Linked DNA regions of Mus musculus: all the other regions are linked to region 3. A link is a contact called in public HiChIP or PLAC-seq and capture Hi-C data. All regions are on one chromosome and are shown on one strand. Each heading gives the region's core, a stretch centred on a gene start, on an enhancer-like site or on the middle of the called end of the contact. The rest is flanking DNA. Distances are from core to core; before and after follow the strand shown.

Region 1 (2,700 bases), core at 121-2,620, 420 kb before region 3:
ACACAGGGACAGAAGTACTGGTGTTTTGGTCAGTAATTAATAATTTTGTACTGTCTCTCAGAGCCAGTATTAAAATAGCCACACACACACACACACACACACCCGTGCATGTGTGTGTGTGTGTGTGTCTGTGATTCAAGTCCTGGCTATAACTCAATACAACAAATTTAGCACATGGAAGGCCAGACTTATGATAAACAACATTTGGAGCCACAGAAAGTCATGAAGTAGTATCATGTGTATATTCATCTAAAAATACTTTAATCGGATATAGAAAATATAACTCTTACAAGGGGTTCTCAGTATTTATTTTCACACATTTGAAATATCATAAGTGACATTGATCACTAGTTTAAAACCTTTTTCTGTGTCACAATACATATGAAGAACTCAAAAGTATGCCTAAAATATCCACTACCATCCCTGAGTTATGGGTGTATATTGATGACTCAAATATAACCTGAGCAATGTTTTTGTTTGTTTGTTTTTTAAATATTTGAGCTCTGATGCTGTCCTCAGGCTTGGGGACAAAGAAAAGAAAATTCTCCAAGGGCACAGCATCCTGCAGAATTTGAGGACACCTGGGAAAATATGAAATATATCTTATGTAGCTTTTGATGTATATTTAGAACTTTACAGATCTAGATCTTAGAAAATGGTTATTTCCCACATTCAGTGGGAACCTTGGTTATTTCTCCTTAAATTAAAAGCCGATTCTCTTTGTTCAAGTGACTACTGGGAAAGCATTCTTAGGGAGCTAATTGTCTTTGCTTCTTGGTGCTGTGCTTCTTGGTGCTGCTTTCATAGGTTGTAGTTATCTGGTTATTCGAATTGTAGGAAAGTACCCAATACCTATTTTAGCCCCCTGAATAATGATGGGAGGCAATGTATAAGAACATGAGCCATTCTGGTGACTCATCACATGTTCTCTTAATCGGTGTGAGACACCACTGATCACCTGGTTCCACATACTCCTGAGCATCGTCTGTTCTGACCCATTCATTTAACAATATTTGAGTTAAAGAGACAGTTCTACCTGTATAGAAATGTGTGTAAGTGCTTATTCTCAGTTTTCTCCTTTTTCTTGGACTATTTTGGTGGCTCTGTGGGAATGTGTGACCATAGAAAATGTAAGAGGACTGCTGAAAGACCTTGCTAGAATAGTTCGCTGAGGGTCATCCACTAGAAGGTTGTGAGGAATTCTCCCTTCCTGGAATGACCCAACAAAACAAGCTTTACAAGAAAGCCCCAAGCACAAGGCAGGTGCAGATAATGACCACTTACATTTCAGTTCCCATTTCTGGTGACTAAGACCTCACCTCACCTGGGGCTATCAATGCAGCTCAGGGGCTAGCCTCTTCAGAAGGGAGCGGCTAATTACCATTTCTAAAGGGGGGAATGAAAAGGTCAGCTAGGGCTAACAATGGGCTTAAACCAGCTCAAGCTGTTACCAAAATCCGCCCACAAAAGCTGAATAAAAGGCGTGTGTTTTGTGTGTTTAGGGTCGCTTCTGCCCCTTTGCAGGACGACCCCAGTGCGCTGGATCAATAAACCTCTTGCTTATTGCATCAATCTCCAGCTCTGTGCTTCTGTGAGTGGGACTTCCTGGACTTAAGGCTCTTTGGGTCTTACAGCTCCTTTTCTTTGGACTATAATAAAAAGAAATCTAATGAACCAGCTATGTTAGAGGTTCATTGACCTGAGAAAAAAATTAATTTATTAAATAAAATTTAATTTATTAAGGACACAGGTTAGAAGGATTTTAAAAACGTGGTCCAACCATTGCCATTTTCATAAGTCCATTCTGGAGTGATTTCTGATGGTCTCTCCACATTCCATTAAAGGTGGTGTATGATCATCAATCCCACAGCATCAAGTTTAACTTATCCATTCCCAGGAAATCAATGCATGTGTGCAATGAATTACTATGTCACCAAAGAACATTCCAATCTTATTCATTTTCTATTTTTAACTACCTCTTAAATCTCCGCTCTCTACTATATCACTAATGCTATCTATTGTGTATACTGATACAACCTCACCCTGACCCTTATGTGTGGCCTCGTCCTGGTTTCCTCCACTAAGATGTTTGTCCTCTTAAAATGCAAATGAAAATGCAATTATGTGAATGGCTTAGGTCTTCTGGATGAAGTATAAGGTCTTCACAATGTAGTCGTGGTTTCGGCTAACTACCACAAGCTTCAACCCCACAGCTTACATCCTCTGCAGTAACCAGCCCCTACTTTGCACAAAATGCTTTTCATATTCTGTCAGTGGGCACTGGTTTAAGTCCCATCCTATATCCTACTCAGCAGGAGGGTATACATTTAAGAAAACAGATGTTGGAGAGATGGGTCTGAATAACATTCTGGCTTTGCAGATAGTTCTGTGACCTTGAACAAGCTATTTAGTCTCTTTAAATACCTTCCCTAAATGATAGGGCAAATCTCAGAGTGATTTTTTTTCAGAATTATATAAATATAACCCATCTTATTATTTACCATAGAGCATATAGCACACAGTATAGTGTCAACAATAATCAAATTTCATTAATGTGAAATAGTAGTTCAGTGACCTTGAACAAGTTAATCTCCTTAAATGCCTTTCCCTTATAAATCTAGTTAAATGATAGTGCATATCTCATAGTGCCTTTTTTATTTTCAGGATTACATAAAAACAAACCATATTATTTATTACATG
Region 2 (2,700 bases), core at 83-2,582, 300 kb before region 3:
TTAGCTAGATTGGCTGTCTAGCAATCCCCAGACACCATCCTGCTCCTGCCTCCCCGGTGCTAGAATTATAGGGGTGCACTGAAGATATTAGCTTTTCTATGTGATTGCTGGAAATCCAAACTCTGGTTAACAAACAGTTCAAGGACTTCAACTGAATCATCTCTTTAGCCTAAATAGAGCAATTCCTAATGGAAAAAAGTCAAGTCAATTAGCAATCACAACTGGTTGTTTGAAGGTAAATGGGAGTTTGGGAGCCAGAGAATGTGTGAACAATTAAGCAATTATCGGTCATCCATTCACTTTGAGTCTATAGGTGCATAACTGTGTACCTATGGAAATGTACCTAAGCAAATATGTAAGTGGCATGTCCTAACTGGATACTTAAGATTTTCCAACACAAACACACACACACACACACACACACACACACACACACACACACACACATTATACCAATGCCCATAAAACTTACCATACAGTAGAAAATATTCCCCCTGCAAACAATATACTGATAAAAGAATCATAAACAGATTTAAAAACTTTTATACTTAAAACACTTTATTCTCTGTTCAGTCCCCTCTAAGGTTAATTCTTAAAAATGTTTTTTTCTACACTGAATTAATCCTTAGGTAAGGCAAATATTTCATCAGTGAGTAATGCTTTAATTCGGAAAAGCACTCGGCCATAAGCAGTTCTATTTGTGTGCAAGCTTAGAGTTAGTGAGGGTGGGGGGACATGTGAGATAGACTGGATAAGTAGAGGAGTGACCCCCTCTCAGGAGTCATCCCTGGAGTTTGAACTTTATTATACTTGGAGGATATGAAGGACATATGTTTCACAGCCTGAGTGTCTGGGAGGTAAGGAAGAAGTGTATCTTGGGAGACATAGGCAAGTGTGAGAAGGAGAAAGAGCCAGCAGGGCAAGAACCTGTTTAAAAAAAAATGGCTGAGAAGCACGAAGGGCTCATGGGGACAGAGATGACATCAGGACATATAGTTCTGTGAAGCCTGCAGACAGCAGGGCAGATGTGTTTTGGTGTCTCATTTTGTTGCTTTTTCTCTCCAGCTATTCTGAAGAAAGAGCCAGGAAGGTGCTCAGACTGATCCAAGGCTGAACTCTAGTGGCCTGGGAGCAGCAACACTAGCAAGAATGACCACAGTGGCCCTTTCTTGGGGCATAATTTGCTTGATAATGAATCACCACTGGGTTTAAAAAAAAAAAAAAGCCTGAGACCAAAAACACAAAAGATTCCCCATTCCCAGACTTTCCCATTTGAGAAACAAAAACCATGAACCCAGAGGCCACACACTTAGAAGTCAGCAGAGGCCACACACTCAGAAGTCAGCAGAGGCCACACACTTCAGAAGTCAGTGAAGGACTACACCTCTGCACACTGCTCTATGCATTTAGGCTAGCAGTGCCTGTCCCCAAGGATGAGACAAACTTCCCTCACAGGTAGTAAAAACAGAAACCATATATGTGTTAGCTCAGTACATGTCTGTTCCAGTGTTGAAAGACCTTTAAATGTGGAAAGGCATTAAATGTTTACCCATTGTGGAAATCTAAGTGGAACGTTACTTCTTTTGAAAGAACATTTACTTTTGAATCATACATGCATTGGTTAATTTTATAGTACAATTTTGGTTCTGAAAGAAACACCCTTTCAAAATGTCTCTGCTTCATGCTTGAGTGACCATATGGTGATGTATTAATTTCTTAGTACTACAAATATGACCTTCCCCGTATTACATAAGTGTGAGACTTTCCCTGTTCACAAAGGCCCTTCTTGCCCCAGCAGCCAGGACATTTGTTCTGTGCAACACTCAGAAATCTCTACTCCCTTTAGTGGTGTCAGAAAGATATAAAAATACAGATTGCAAGAGCTTTTTATTTGCCTTCCAAATAATTTCATAAGAATAAGTAGGCTTTTAGTCACTAAAATTACTTGGTTAAGAATGAATTTCAAAATGAAATTTTTTGAGGACTCAATGGAAAACGTTGAAGGAAATATATTGCAAGATGGTATCAAGACCAGAACTCTCTACAAAACTTGAAAACTCTCATTTTTAAGTTATTGAACAAAGCCCCAAATTTTATTTGATGCTAAGAAAAACACAAATAGAACACCTTAAAATCATTAATTTAAACCAAAGTAGACCAATAAATAAATAAATAAATAAATAAATAAATAAATAAATAATCATGACTGAGGTTGTCATTCTTCAATCAGATTTGTAACAATAATAATATAATTGAGAATTTGGGAGGGGCTGTTTTTTTATTTATTTGTTCATGGGGTTTTCTTGTATGTGGCTATATGTGCATTCACACGAGCAGGCATGTGTGTGTGTGTGTGTGTGTGTGTGTGTGTGTGTGTGTATGCATATGTCGAGGGCCAAAGATTTTCCTGGAGTACACCAGTTTTTTAGCAAGGTTTCTCACCTGAAATTCGCCTTCAGACTGTATTAGACAGCCAGCAAGCCCAGGGGATTCTGGAGTCTCTGTGCCCACCCCTCCCCCCAGCTGGGATTAAAGCTGAGTGCTAGCACACAAAGGTCTGTTTTGTATTTTGTTTTTAATGTGAGAGTTAGAGATCAGAATTCACAATCTCTGTTTGGGGGCCAGTACTTCACCTATGCAGCCATCTCTCCCATCTCCTTTTTGTTTTTTTGAGAAAGGTCTCACTCTTGCCTGAGTAAG
Region 3 (2,700 bases), core at 28-2,527:
TATAATGATGGTTACTCATTATTCAGATTTGTAGGGGTTTTATTTGAAAGTACACACATGAATACCTGATAAGTGGATGGGGCCACATTTTGTTTCTGCTGCCTAAACCTAGCAGAATGTGATCATTTGGGATAAGGTCACATGTATTTCAGCTTTCTGTGAAAATAGAATTAATGAACCTATCAAGACAAGAAACTACCTTTCCCAACATGCCACAGTCTCAATGTATGAGTCCCTCAAAAAATTGACATGTTGAAACTTAACCACTATTATGATATTCTTAAAAGGATCGTAGTAGCCTTGCTAGTGAGGCTGGAGAGCTATTTGTTTCTGCCCTGTGAGAACACAACAGGAAGCTCCAGGTAAGCGGCAGAGAGTAGGTTTTTTTTTTTTTTTTCCAGACACTCAATCTGCATGCAGCTGGATCGTGCTTTCTTACCTTCCAGAGCTGTAAGCAACACATTTCTGTAGCTCACAAGTTTCCAGTCCATAATATTTTGTTATGGTATCATGAGCAGGCAATAACAGAACGCAAGAGTTTTCTCCTTAGGACTTTACATTGATAAAGAATGGAAAAGGGGTGCTGCTGACTTGCTTCAATACATTCTCATTTCCCAGCAAGAGTTTTACCAGACACACATGACTCACATGTCAACAAATTATTCAGAGTCACATGAATACCATCAGTCTGCAAATATTGGCCTTTTAAGTTCCTAGAAATATACCATTTCCCCCAGACTTTTATATCACTTTCTTTCTTCACTTTTATTTGTGTGTGTGTGTGTGTGTGTGTGTGTGTGTGTGTGTATTTATAGTATGAAATGCAGTGTATGAGTGTGTGGATGTGCATAGCTATGAAGACAGCAGAACAAGATACCTTATTGCCTTGAGGCAGGCTTTCTTACTAACCGGAAGCTTAGCCCTTTCAGCTTGGCTGGATGGCCATTGAGCTCTCTAGATATGACTGTCTGTACCCTGAAAGGTTGGGGTTGCAGGCACAAGCCATATCTGTCTCTTTATATGAGCACTGGAGATTTGAACTCAGATCCTTATTCTTCAAAAGCTAGCAATCCTACCTGAATGAGCCATCTCCCCATCCTACTCTTTCTTTTTTTAATTAAAGGTGGCTCCTAACACCACGCCCATCCTTTCCTACAAGCTTCAATTTCACTACATTTGGAAAACTTTAGCCTAAGAAGATCAAGGGCTCAGTCTCACCAAATATTCAGAATCAACAGCACCTTTGTCAGGTCTTATTTAACTTTCAGAGTCCTGTTTTCTTGTGGAGCCTGACCTTGACCCCTAGGTTCAAGAGCTCCTCTTTCCTCAGATTCCTAAGTACCAGTGATTACAAGTGAATGCTGAAAAGTCTGACTGGATTTTTAAATAATAAAAAAGCTATCTACTAATCGGGAAGAGACCTGACTTCTGATGAAAGTATACATCAACCTTTGCTTATATCTAACCTAGAAAGCTATATAAAAGGATAAATGTTGTCTGTCATACCTTGGCTTAGACAAAACACTAGAGTCCTTCTTAATTCTAAGTTAGCTTCAAAGAAAGTAAGAGGATTATTCTAAAACCATCCTGGCTCTTGTCAGTAACCAAAGCATTCTGAGTCGAATTTAGTAGCATGTTCTTTCTTTAAGGAAATGGATCATTTATTTTCACAGTTAAAAGAAAAGTTGGGATGTGCTATTATGAGTACTAAAGTTTTAAATTAAAAAAAAGCAAAAAAAAAAAATATGAAAGAGAAGTTAGTACTGTCTTGTAGAACTTACAAATAATTTTAATTTAATGAAATTGGAACTTATGTAATATTTATTTTGAGGTGATTCTGTTATAGCCATTTTACTCATCAACATGAAAAATATTAAAATATATTAATATCTTTATTAACGCATTTTACCTTAATTAAAAGGGAAGTACATCATTTTCCCCCATCCCTCTCAAATTCATGGCCTTTTTCTTTAATTACTACCACTGCATACAGGTAAGTGAATAAATATATAAATACAACTTGCTGAGTTGTATGTGTTTTTAGGACTGACTATTTTGCATTGGATACAGTTAGGGGCTCATCCCTAGAGAAGGCTGAGTCTCATTCTCTCTACAGTCATTAGCTCTCTATAGCTCTTCATGTAAAGGTGGGGCCCCACAAGACTCCCTCCATCCATGTTGACATGTAAACTGTTCTCATTGTTCAGATCTTGGTGATATTTCATGGTTGTAGCTTCCCTAGTATATCTAGAAGACACAACCTGTCAACAGACATACACTTCCCTCTGCCTCTTTTGCAATTCACAATGCAAGTCTCCCCCAGCCTGATATGTAAGGGTTCTGTAGTAGATGTATCACATAGAGCTAAGCACCGTGTAGTCAGTTGTTGTCTGCATTTTGACCAGTTGTGGATTTTGTAATTTTCTCTGTTTGCTACATACTCTACTTTAACAAGGGATAAAAGCAGTACATATTCACGGGTATAAGGATAAGTATTTGCAATGTACTTGGGGTTATCCTGGTTTAGGAAAGTGGCAGTAATAGGTTCTCCTCTAAGACCCATGAACTCACTATCCACAGATAGATAGCTAGGTTTACAAGTGCAAGGCATGATCTTTCTCTTGTCAACTAGGCTTTAAGTCAAATTAGACAGTTGTTGGTTATTGCTCAGATATAAGTGACAGCATGACACTTTTAGTG

What was found. HiChIP or PLAC-seq counts read pairs in DNA pulled down with a chosen protein or histone mark. Capture Hi-C pulls out chosen DNA fragments and counts their contacts.
Region 1: an H3K27ac HiChIP or PLAC-seq map of embryonic stem cells shows a contact between it and region 3, with 5 read pairs. The contact joins two enhancer-like sites. A contact is called at or near these places in 1 of 484 Hi-C or Micro-C datasets (embryonic stem cells), 2 of 115 datasets of contacts at active chromatin or transcription factors (both in embryonic stem cells) and 1 of 9 other capture datasets (embryonic stem cells).
Region 2: a contact with region 3 is called in a capture Hi-C map of embryonic stem cells, with 2.4 times the contacts expected there. The contact joins two enhancer-like sites. A contact is called at or near these places in 4 of 484 Hi-C or Micro-C datasets (brown adipocytes, embryonic fibroblasts and embryonic stem cells), 2 of 115 datasets of contacts at active chromatin or transcription factors (both in embryonic stem cells) and 4 of 9 other capture datasets (adipose tissue, embryonic stem cells, liver and 1 more).

What each region holds. Positions count from the first base shown.
Region 1 is chr1:11,276,696-11,279,395 of GRCm38.p6, reverse strand. All of the region lies in intron 37 of Prex2 (phosphatidylinositol-3,4,5-trisphosphate-dependent Rac exchange factor 2), which reads right to left. Among named protein-coding and RNA genes, the nearest start is that of A830018L16Rik, 140 kb to the left of the region's middle. Within about 2 kb of position 1,370, at least 18 of the 459 cell types and tissues checked have an H3K27ac peak or open chromatin away from gene starts, as enhancers often do. A contact at or near this core is called in embryonic stem cells, where this site is marked.
Region 2 is chr1:11,150,148-11,152,847 of GRCm38.p6, reverse strand. The region is part of intron 19 of Prex2 (phosphatidylinositol-3,4,5-trisphosphate-dependent Rac exchange factor 2); the gene reads right to left. Among named protein-coding and RNA genes, the nearest start is that of Gm24173, 17 kb to the right of the region's middle. Within about 2 kb of position 1,332, at least 7 of the 459 cell types and tissues checked have an H3K27ac peak or open chromatin away from gene starts, as enhancers often do. A contact at or near this core is called in embryonic stem cells, where this site is marked.
Region 3 is chr1:10,851,743-10,854,442 of GRCm38.p6, reverse strand. It overlaps the pseudogene Gm28659. Among named protein-coding and RNA genes, the nearest start is that of Cpa6, 130 kb to the right of the region's middle. Within about 2 kb of position 1,277, at least 9 of the 459 cell types and tissues checked have an H3K27ac peak or open chromatin away from gene starts, as enhancers often do. A contact at or near this core is called in embryonic stem cells, where this site is marked.